Regions from separate parts of the Zea mays genome. Here region 2 is linked to region 1. Evidence: chromatin contacts called from public Hi-C data. All regions are on one chromosome and are shown on one strand. The core of a region is the stretch at or near the end of the contact, and the rest is flanking DNA. Distances in the headings are between cores, read along the strand shown.

Evidence for each region. A called contact is a pair of places that touch in the nucleus more often than the background predicts.
Region 2: a Hi-C map of ear shows a contact between it and region 1, with 5 times the contacts expected there. The contact joins two enhancer-like sites. A contact is called at or near these places in 4 of 25 Hi-C or Micro-C datasets (bundle sheath, ear, leaf and 1 more).

The regions. Positions count from the first base shown.
Region 1 is chr5:22,944,460-22,950,058 of Zm-B73-REFERENCE-NAM-5.0, forward strand. It overlaps LOC103626099 (fringe-related protein), which reads left to right. Exons shown (of 4, transcript XR_552710.4): 4 at 1-3,021. Among protein-coding and RNA genes, the nearest start is that of LOC103626099, 6.9 kb to the left of the region's middle. Within about 2 kb of position 3,377, at least 18 of the 20 cell types and tissues checked have an H3K27ac peak or open chromatin away from gene starts, as enhancers often do. A contact at or near this core is called in bundle sheath, ear, leaf and 1 more, where this site is marked.
Region 2 is chr5:23,131,045-23,136,643 of Zm-B73-REFERENCE-NAM-5.0, forward strand. No RefSeq gene overlaps it. Among protein-coding and RNA genes, the nearest start is that of LOC103626101, 22 kb to the right of the region's middle. Within about 2 kb of position 3,032, at least 19 of the 20 cell types and tissues checked have an H3K27ac peak or open chromatin away from gene starts, as enhancers often do. A contact at or near this core is called in bundle sheath, ear, leaf and 1 more, where this site is marked.

The sequences.
Region 1 (5,599 bases), core at 2,127-4,626:
AATTAATTAATCCTTTTAGTTAGAAGGATAAAACTTCTTTGTTTTAAACCATAGAGTCAGTTCAAGCCTCATTTTTCCTTTGCACGAAATATGATTCTGAAGGGATATATAGATGTGCATGTTGCTAAAAAGGTGGAAGGTAACATAAAATAACAGTATGCTTGCTGATTGGAGAGAAGGGATTCATTTTGTTCACAGAATAATTGTTTGGCTTCTATAATTCCTCTGGTGTCTTAAACTAGGTTAATGTATTGTATTGTTGTAGGGTTATAGGAGGCTGAGTCACTGTGAGAGCAACTCCATCATGGCCCCAACTTGAGCCCTCATAGCTAAATATAGGTGCCCAGACCAAAAACACAACTCCAGCATGGCCCTTACTAGAGCCCTCAAATTTGGGTGGCCACCCAAATCCTCCCTCTAGCACTCAAACGATGGTTCAAGGCTTGAAGCCAACACCTTCTCAACCCGCCCCATCATCCTCGTTGAAGGCCTCTTCGATCTCCTCGTCGGCCAACTCAACGCCCGGCGCAACGGCAATGAGGTAGGCGATAGCTGGCGTGGAGGAGTGGCACGACGCGAGTTGATGAAGAGAGGAGCGGCACGGGTGGGTGGGGGACGTGGAGGAGCTGTGTGGCTCCTGGAGTCGCCTGGTACCCGTCGCGATGGTAGAGACTTAGAGATAGGTGCGAGTGGTAGGCGGTAGCTGGCGCAGCGTGGGTGGATGAGGAGAGGAGCGAAGCGGAGCGAATGGATGAGGAGCAACACGGCTCCTCCTGGTAGTGTCTGGTCTCCTCCCTCGATGGAAGTGTACCTCCTGTGGTGGTTGGTAGGTGACTCTGCCTTTGCTCGCATAAATACTGATGAGACTGAGGATGGGAAGAACAAAGAATGACAAGCGAGCCCTTTGTGTCAGTGTTCATCAAATATTATTTAAGCCGATATAAAAACTTAAACTGGGGGGGGGGGGGTAAGACAACTCCTAGGTATTGCATTAAAAAGATGGTTTTCTCACGCAGGTCGAGAAAACTTCCAAACCTCAGCCCCACTCATACACAACACCACAACCTATGTGAGAACGACCACTAGTAGGCCCAGGCCTTAGACATGTGATTTGGCGTGAGATAGGTGGTGGAACTTTTTTAACCCTAGCTGAGTTGAATCCAGGACATGAGTGCTACTCAAGCCACCGTCTCAACTTGAGGCCTTTTCGCTGCTGGAATAGATGTAAAAAACCAAATCCTAAATTATATTTTTGTGTTTTTGGCCAATAAGGCAGCTTTCTTGTATTGGTCCATTTGGGGCCTAACTCTTCCTTCTTAATATAATGATGCGCAGCTCTTCTACCCGTTCGAGAAAAAAAATTATGTGACAGTTCCCTCAAATCAAAAGTAGGGGCCTTGATTTGAGTTTTTTTTTTGCTGGAGTTGCTCTGATAGTAAATGATTGCTTTGCATGAATCTAGTCGAATCCATGCGTTTGTCCTCCAAAGCTGATCACGGGTCTAGTTAACAGTCATATTGATGATCAAAAGTTTCATGGGCAGAATTTGGGGAAAATGTTTATATTATTTCAATCATTTGGTCATAAATTTTACTGTTAGTGGAAAAATGATTTATTAACCTGAAAGTTCTGCACTGAAGTTCATCTTCTTCTTTAGTGCATGTCCCCAATATTGAATAGCATGTACAAGGTTCCTTTTCTTAAGCTCAACACCTATAAGTTTAAACCTATAGAAGCAGCTAGAGAAAAAAAACATAAAAGCCCAATCATGGAGATAGTTTCTTGGTTAGAAGATTGCTAGTCAATTTTCTGTTATCTGCAGGTACTCCCTCCGTTTTTTATTTGTCGTGTTTTAGTTCAAAAATGAACTAGTGAGCGATAAATATTGAGATAGTATATTTTTTCAAATACCGTGTTTGCTGGAAAGTGTTCACAATCACATTAGTGCATGGAATCTGAACCATAAAAGGACCACTTTAGAAATCTTATATGCCTGCTAGATCAAGATTTGTTTTCCTATTGTATTTTGGGATTTCCAAAGACTTCCATCTTGATCAAATTATAATTTGTAAAAGAAATAAATATTTTTTTTTAAAAAAATGTCCATCATTGGTTGAAAAAATTCAAAGGAAAAGCCAAAATGCTGCATTAACATTAGTTACGTAACTGAGATCAAGTATTTGGAAACATTTTCTTCTGTAACAAGATCTTCCAAGATTTGTGTGCATGTGTTGGTGCTAACTGTTTCATTTAAATGCCTTTTTTTTTCCTTTCATGTTTCCACGTAATGTTTGCCATAGTCTGTGTTTCATGCTGTGCTTGCATACATGCAAATCTGTTAGCGAAGTTGTGTGGTGTCTTGATTTAAGTGGAAAATCTGCTAAAAGTGTACAATTTGCCAAATCGACTTGAACTTTCTGAAATTGCCTTTTGTAGCAGTTGCTGACAGAAGAAACTTTGCAGAAAAGACAGGCTGGAAATTTTCGCTTTGGAATCTCTGTGGTTGGTGTCTGATACTTGGAGACTGAGGCCTAGTGAAGAGATCTTTGACTAAAGCTGCGCCGCTATGGTTGGCTGAGAACTAACTATCTGGTTTCATCCTGGTGACCAGTTTACTCACCTTCGTGGATTCTCCATGAGTTGTGCGAAATCAGGTAAGGATAGTAATATGTTAGTCGTAGGTTTTAGTGCTGTGATCCTGTAACCCTTCATTGTTCGTACCCTTCCCGTCCTGTGCCTTCTCATGTGAAATGGAGCATTAACCAAAGAGTCGCTGTGGATTTCAGTCAGGATCCAGTATAATAGTTGAACGATTGACTTTAGAATTTGGAGTTAAACAGTCCTAGATTCATCCACACCTGTTCGAACTCCGGTGGAAGGTTTTCCGATTTCTAGGGGAATTTAACCATTTCTTCACTTTGATGTGAAATTTCAACGAGCTGGACAGAACTGGCCTTCTCTTTAAGTTGTATCTTCATCTAGTGTATTTTTTTAATAATAATTCGTCTGGTGTTGAAGTCACTTTATTGGGATATGTCTAATGCTTGAGTTTAAATGAACACGGACCTAACTCCCTTAACGAGGGGTTCGTGGATGCGGATGTGCATTGCCCGTGCCATGACGTCCGTTTGTGCAATGGAAAAAAGTGAACGCCTCTAGGAGCTCGCGGATGTGGATGTATATCCTCTCTGGTACATGAAAATGCGTGACCGGGCGGCTGAGTGCTCATTTTGAGCGACGACATCCGCTATCTGTTGGAAGGAACAATGCTTTATATTTATGCTCTCCAATCTCCAGAGTTTTTTTTGCGTTGTTATTTTCAGTAGTGAACAAATGAACACGTTCTGTGGGCCTGATATATCCACGGCCCCAAAATCCCATCCTAGTAGAATGCTTTCTGGCCCATCAGGTCCACGGAGTTTTGTTGCCCATCTTATGTGCATGTAATCTTTCCGTTCTTTTTTTTATTTGTCATCGTTAGTTTGAAACACCGAGGACTGAAGAGGCCACGGCCACGCCGTGACGCTCTCTGCTTGGGTCGATATCGCCTAGCTAGTGAAGAATATTTACTAGGATTACACGGTAACAAACACTCGTCGATATATATATACTAGTCGGTTGCCCGTGCGTTACGACGGCTTACAACAATATCTATATAAATTATCCTACAAAAAGATTTTAATATTTTTTATTAATTGTCTCCGCCCTCCGTATAATATTTTTTTGATTTGGCTAACTGATGTTATTATTTACTCTATTCAATATGTCTTGGTACAATACGGTCAATGAAGTGAGCGATTAGAAGAGAGTTCACAACGACTGACTGAACGAACAGAGATTATAAAATGATATAATTTCACCATACAGAGACCAAATAAGAGAAAATTTGTGAGCTCAAGTTTCTAAAATAAGTCACATGAACTCAAACTTATAAAAAAGATAGATCAAAATATGGAGTGATTGCTAAAGTCAGACATCAATAAAAACTGGATGCGCTCCATATAAATTATGTTACTTCGTAGCAATTACTAACGTTTAAAACAAACAAATAACCGTTCATTTTACTGTTCATGTGACAAATCATTGTTGCTCCATTCAATTTAGTAACCTCAAACACCATGGAGTCCATTGCGTCAGTGTAGTCTTAGAAACGACCTAATGCTTGCAAGAGTCAAGAACGTTGTGTCGTGTTTGGGCTGTAGCCTCGGGCCGTAGTGCTGGTGCGGTCCGACACGATTACATATTTTTTATTTTACAAAAAACGTATATACATATATATAATTTATATTCAATATTAAAAATATCTGAGCATGATGTTCTATTGGTTAGACAGCTTTCACCTCCTCCACTGTTTTTAACATTTTACGCTGATTTAATCAAATGGGCCGACAGGCTAACGGACTGTCCCGGCACAGTCAGCAGGCCGATATGACGTGCCTAGGCCAGAGTTGTGGCCCGCGAGGCGTCTGGCCCGTGCCGGGCCGTCGTTTGGCCATCTATAGGTGTGCAACGGGTTAATTTGAAATAGATGTGAAGGTTTATTTGTAAAAAGATGACGCGGGATGACCGTTGAAACTGTTGCTTTAAGTATAGTATATATATATACTAGTCCGTTGCTCGTGACACTTAAAATATCCATCAAAAAGATCTCAAAATTTTTTATTGATTGTTTCCGCTCTCCACATATTTTTTATTTGACTAACTGATGTTGTTTACTCTATCCAATATGTCTTGGTACAACACGACCAATGAAGGGAGCGATTAGAAGAGAGTTCACAACGACTGACTGAACGAACAGATTATAGAATGACATAATTCCACTATACAGAAACCAAATAAGAGAAAGTTTGTGAGCTCAAATTTCTAAAATAAGTTACATGAACTCAAACTTATAAAAAAGATAGATCAAAATATAGAGTGTTGCTAAAGTCAGGCATCAATAAAAACTGGATGCGCTCCATATAAATTATGGTACTTCGTAGCAATTACTAACGTTTAAAATCAACAAATAACATTTCCTTTTACTGTTAGCGTGACAAATCACTGCTGATCCGTCCAATTCAGCAACCTCAAACACCATAGAGTCCATTGCGACAATGTGGTCTTAGAAACGATATAATGCATGTAAGAGCCAAGAACACAAAGGATAAACACTCTGTGGTAGTGCCCGCATGGATCTTCAAATCCTAACACATATTTTGCAGGATCCATGAGCCATCATAAAAGAACACAAACCACGTACAAACAATAAATAAAGTATTAACACATCCAAATTATGTTAAGTCCTTAGCACAAAAAACTAACACCCAAAACAACAGAGAAACAACACAATAATTTTTGCAATGAGAGAAGGATGTGTGACAGATACATAGAAGTGGTTGACACCGTGGTAAGGGAAAGTCCATGTAGACAGGCGATGCCGAGCCATCGAACGGGTACCATAGGCAGCAAATCAGGGACCCTCATCGCTCGCCTCCCCCACTTCCAAGGTTTCGTAGAGCAGGAAGGGAATGGAAGAGGCGGGCATACCTGTTCGTTGCCGGAGAAGGACACAACAAAAACCTGAGTATCTAGAGGCGACATAAGTAGTATAACGCTA
Region 2 (5,599 bases), core at 1,782-4,281, 190 kb after region 1:
GAGTGCCGAAGGCTACGATCATCAGTTGATCTTCTTTTTAGTGTAATTATCCAAAATTTCATTGCACATGGTTTCTATCATTTCTAACCATTCTTGACATGACCCTTTAAATTGTTTCTTGAATTTGAACCTATAAGGTAGTCGCACAAGTTCATTCTTCTCCTTTGTCCCCTTTAGCTTTGGCATGTTCCATTCACTTAGCGTCGGGAACACCTTATAGGCCAGATATTCTTGGACTAGATCTCTGGTCCCGATCTGCTCGGCTACCACCCTGAATTCTGACATAGCTTGTCGGCATGGTGACCCCGGCACCATACGGCACAGCGGCCTAGTCAACCCGTAGCTCAAACTCAGCGGGCTCAGTACCAACGTCTTCAGCTTCTCCCTCTTCTTCTCATCGGCTTTAACATAAAACCACTCATTTTTTCAACCAGTCTGCCACTTGGTGCGATATCTAACCATCAGAGTCTTCATATCTTTGTGGTAAGCAAGTTGTAACAACCAAAATTCTCATGAAGACCATCTTCTCTGGCCTTCGTCTGATAATGAAGCTCGTGCACTCGGCAAAAAGCTTCAGCATTCGGGTCTATTTCTTGGCTTCGGAGAGCCCAGATGAAGATGCTGAGCCTAACGATAGCGTTAGGAGTCAGCTGATGAAGATAGACTTCGTAATTTTCCAAAACTTCCCCAATCATTTTGTTCAAAGGAAACCTCAATCCCGCTCTGAAGAAACTCCTGAAAACTACCACCTCATCATTTTTCGGTGTCGGAGTGGTTTCTTCCCCGCCAAAATGAATCAGCTTCTTCTCAGCTTCTCCGAAGTAGCCTAGCTTTATCATCATGGGCATGTCAGCCTCAGAAACAGTATATTTTCCAAAGTCCAAGTGACTGGGTTTGAATGGCATGAGAGTGTTGTAATCTTCTTCTTCTTCGGCATCATCTTCTTCGATGTTAGCATGTTCAGCTTCGGCAGTAGGTGCACTTTCGTCAGTAGCCCCCTCTGTCATAACCAGTCCCGATTATTTCATCACTTCAGAGATCGGAGCAGTCTCTGTGGTTTCAGCATCTTCTTCGTCACGGTCAACCTAGCAGTTGAACGTACTCTGGCCATCAAGTGTTGAATTCCTTGCAGTTCTTACGAATGTTGATGATTTTTATGCTTTTGACGAAGCTCCCTCTTATGACGAAGCTAGATCAAAATGATGCTTTGCTTGAAAACATGATGGGAAAACTTCGGCTATGGTTAAATTTTTCAGCAGCACAACAGTGCAATGGCAATGAATGTTGTGGTAACTTCACACCTACCCGTCTGTTTATATAGTGTTGTAGGTGTGAAGGTGAATCGTCAAGCCGCCTGCACCCGCTCAACAGTCACTCGCACCCACTGAACGGTGGACCACGGTGCGTGAGAGATGAATCGCCAGATCGCACGTACCCGCTGCATGGTGGGACCATCTCGCGCTCGGATTATTTTAATCGTTTCTCGACAACGAGCTCAGGGAAGGTGTTTTTTAGACCTTCGGCATTCTGAAGCCTAAGACAATTTTTCACGGATCAAGCTCGTTACGAAAAACGATCTAGCACCGCGAAGGGGCTACTGTTGGGGGTCTGCTTCGTAGCCGAAGGTCCTGTAAGAAGAAACACCTTCGGAAGATTAGCACAGAAATAACGCCGTAGCTACCTTCCAGAGAACTTCGGCACAACAACATGCCTTAAGACGAAGGGTTGCACCGACTTAAAGATGAAAAGACAGATTGGCCCATGATAGTTTGTGTCATGATTGTAATCGATTATAAAGGGTATAAATGTAATTTCACACAGGCTCCGCCCTGTGTCTATAAATAGATAAACAGTACCCCGTACTGTTCACGCTGATTTGTACTCGCTCGTGCATCACGCTTGTATTATCTCCTTCTATCAAGCCGAAGGTACAAATGTAATTCTATATTATTTATGTTTATTCATGATAATATAATAAAAGATGAGTTAATAATGTTACATAATTATTCATGTTGTCTTTTATATTTCACATGATTCTTGTTTCATTAACGTATATTGCGATGATGAAGGTATGTCCTTCATGACCTTCGTCTGAAGATCATTATATCTTAAGGGAAATAATGCTTCGAAGGACGAAGGGCTTTAACCTGTAACATTTTGTGTTGTCTTGTTCTTAATTCATAGCATTTGAGAACAAGTCCCCAGCAACGGGGATTGCTTGCGGAGGAAGATGAAGGTGTCTGCAGAGTATTGAGACGTGAAAACGACACAATCCTCATGTCACGACGACTCGATGGATTCTGCATTCACATTGATTTAGGTTATTTCCACTGAAGCGATTCTAAGAGAATCAGACTAAGAAGCAAAGCGTTTGGCGGCTAGGATTGATTCTGACGCCCAAAATTGGAGCAGAAGCCAATTAATCCAAAACAAGGCCATAATGTGTTGTTTTAAAACTTTCAGTTTTTTTCTCGGTGGGGTTAATTAAGCAAACCAAGTACTATATAATCTAATACCCTTAACACTGACATGCATGCACGCGTACATATCAGCATATGCATGTCGGCGCGAAGCTAAGGAGTAGGGGTACTAGTGAATAGTGATGGCATCAAGAACGCATCATGCGTCCTAGGGTGACAAACTGGCCGGTAAAGAGGAAAAGAGCATCGTCCCTTGGGCAAGAAAAGGTGACGCTAAAATGATTGGGTCGCGACGCAAACGCAAATGATAAGCATGTGGGGCGGTAAGTGTGCCAGGCTGAATTTCTTTAATGGCTTGCGCTCCGCCGCCCGACAGCGACACCATGATGTGACAGTTTCTTTTGATCTGCTACAATATAAATATATTAATTTGTATGTACATATATGTGTTAACTCTTAACACTGCACTGACACACGGCATATATATAAAGATGTATACATATATATATAATAATAAACCCCGGAAAAGTTGCGGCTTTTCCACCGCAGCCCAGCACGGGCATAGAAAGAAGAGAGCTCCCTCCCGGTACCGGGCGCGGGAGCTATGCCTATGCGTGTCGTGTTCTGTGGTGTCAGCGTCACACAACAACACAGATTACTTGTGCGTGCGTGCATGGCAGCATCTAGACGCACCGGCCAGTAATTTTACGAAGGCAGATTCTAACAGCAATCAGTAGCAATTTCGACTATTCATGAGACCATACCACGTCATTAACTAAAAACGGCACGTTTTTTACACACCCTGACGGCGCTAGATCTAATTGGTTAAAAAATTAATAGTGAAATTAACTAGCTAACAAATATATAGTTAACTATTACCTAATTTATTAAAAATAGATAATTATTAAACTATTATCTAGGATATTTGGATATCTTCATCTAGTTTTAACCACTAACTATCAGATCTAATGCATTCAAACACTCCATGCCAGTGAGCCACGGTAACAATGATGGTCCAGATAAACACGTATGGTCCCACCCGTGTTGCTGGAGACCATCTAAACATATACTACATAAATATTTGTCGTCCACTAGTTTATTTTTTAAACTAAACCACGACAAATAAAAAATTCTTTCTTTCGTGGCTTTGTTCTCTTCAAGCTTGCGAGTAACATATGAAGCAGAGCCATTCAAGATTGCGAGATGGAACAGCAAATCTAGCAGAAGCTTGTGGCTTGTGCCGCTGGACCACACGCCAGGGTTAAGCCAGAAGGCTCGCGCGCGTACCTCCGATACCGAATCACATGCCGAGACGTGACTCCTAAGTCCTAAGCCCGCCGAATAATTAGAGCTTGCCGCTGAAGGAACTGATGAATAGCTTCCCAGCAACTCAGAGCCTCCCTGTCCCATCATCCTCCTCTTTCACCCAAGAGCGAAGTTAATCACAGATAAATCTGGAAGCTTCTTTCTTGGGAGGAAAGAGACAGCACTGCCCTGGCTCTGCGCTGTGTGCCTGGGAGGACCATCCCAGCTGCTAGCTGCAGCAAACCTCCAAGGTTGTTCTTGTCCAGGCCGGGTCGGGACCCGTCATTGGCTCGACGTGGTATCCTTTTTCCTTTGCCCACTGTTGGTCCCTCCACAATTCCTGCCCTTGTGCGGTTGTACAAAAGCTGTATGGTGCGCAACACTGGCCTTTTGAAGCAGCAACTGTCCAGCAAGTGAAGGCTTAGGACCGGCTGCTGAAAACAATGCTCCAACGCCCACCACGACTCTGCTGAAAACAATTCACCAAGCTCAAAAATTGGCTTCGGTCTCCAAGTGATTGCTGTCTTGGACACCTCTGAAGTTTCAGACTCACAGAATTTGGTCGTACCAAAAAATGAGGATATCCTGTCCTGCCCGTGTGACCACCAGAGCAGAGCTGTGAGTTTCCTTCTGGCCAGATTAAAGTGCTATTCCTCAGTGTTATCATGGTCTTACCGCAAAGATTCCCCGTGGTTTCACAAAAGGTACCGTCACCTAAAGCACACACTTGAGTAGTAACAGCCGCAGGGCATTACAACTCTTCCAGATATCCATTTAAGCAATCAGTAACAGCCGCTGGCGACATGTACAGTTCCTCCCTTGCATCTCCAAGCTGAGTTCAATAGGGTAACAATAACAATAATAGAATGGCAAGCTGTCCGAATATTCGAACCTCGAAGCTGAGTGCAAGGTAGCTTTCACTGTGCCACGACCACGACGATGACTGCCAATCAGAACATGATCTGCAAAAAGGGAGGAAATTGTAAAACTTCCATTTCCTTCGTTTGCTAATATAGGCAGGAAAAAGGGGTTGGAGATGGAAGCCGGAATTATGAGTTGTTGCAGTTATTCACTTGCCAGAGCGGTCCAGCCAACAGTGAAAGCTATACACAGATACGCACTAGCAACATGGAGAGACATGGCTCCCATGTTATCCCGTGCAACCCCTGTTCCCCGCTTGTGTCCCTCTCGTTGCACATGGCCTTGTAACCAACCATTCCACCCCCTCCTAGAGCTAAGATTATCACCACCTTCCTTCCTCCGTTCGTCTGTACCCTGTACTTCTGTACTCAAACAGTGCTTTACTTTAAGTAATGGTAAGGTGTGGCGGTATCTCTACTACGGTAAAAGAAATTAGCGAGGGCATCCGGCTTACATGGATTATTGCTTGCGCTAACTGGCCTTGTTACGAACAGGAACTCACTACAGATTACAGAACATGAAAGTTCAAAGCAAAACTACGCGTGCCAAAGAACTGCAATTAGTGAATCTTTGGTCAGCATCCTGTACCACGTGTATGTAGGACTTGAGTTCAGTAATTCCAGGGATGATGTTGAAGATAGATATTCCATATTGGTAGAGTCCCGGTCCCTTTAGAAAGCAACAGGTTTTATCATTTTAACTTTGATGCCTATCTACACCATCTTTCACTAGCTACCAGGTATCAGGCTAGGCTAGTCATGGTCATCATCAATGTGCCATCCTATCATTTAGTAAGTGTTACGGTTAAAATACATTTGGACGTGATTGATTAGCTAATTCCAGGGTTGGCCTTAGAGCTCAAAAGGGAATTGAACACCACAGTAGGAACTGTGTGATGAATCTTGATGCCCTAGAAATATAGCAACCTACTGTTTGCTGATGGGAACAATGAG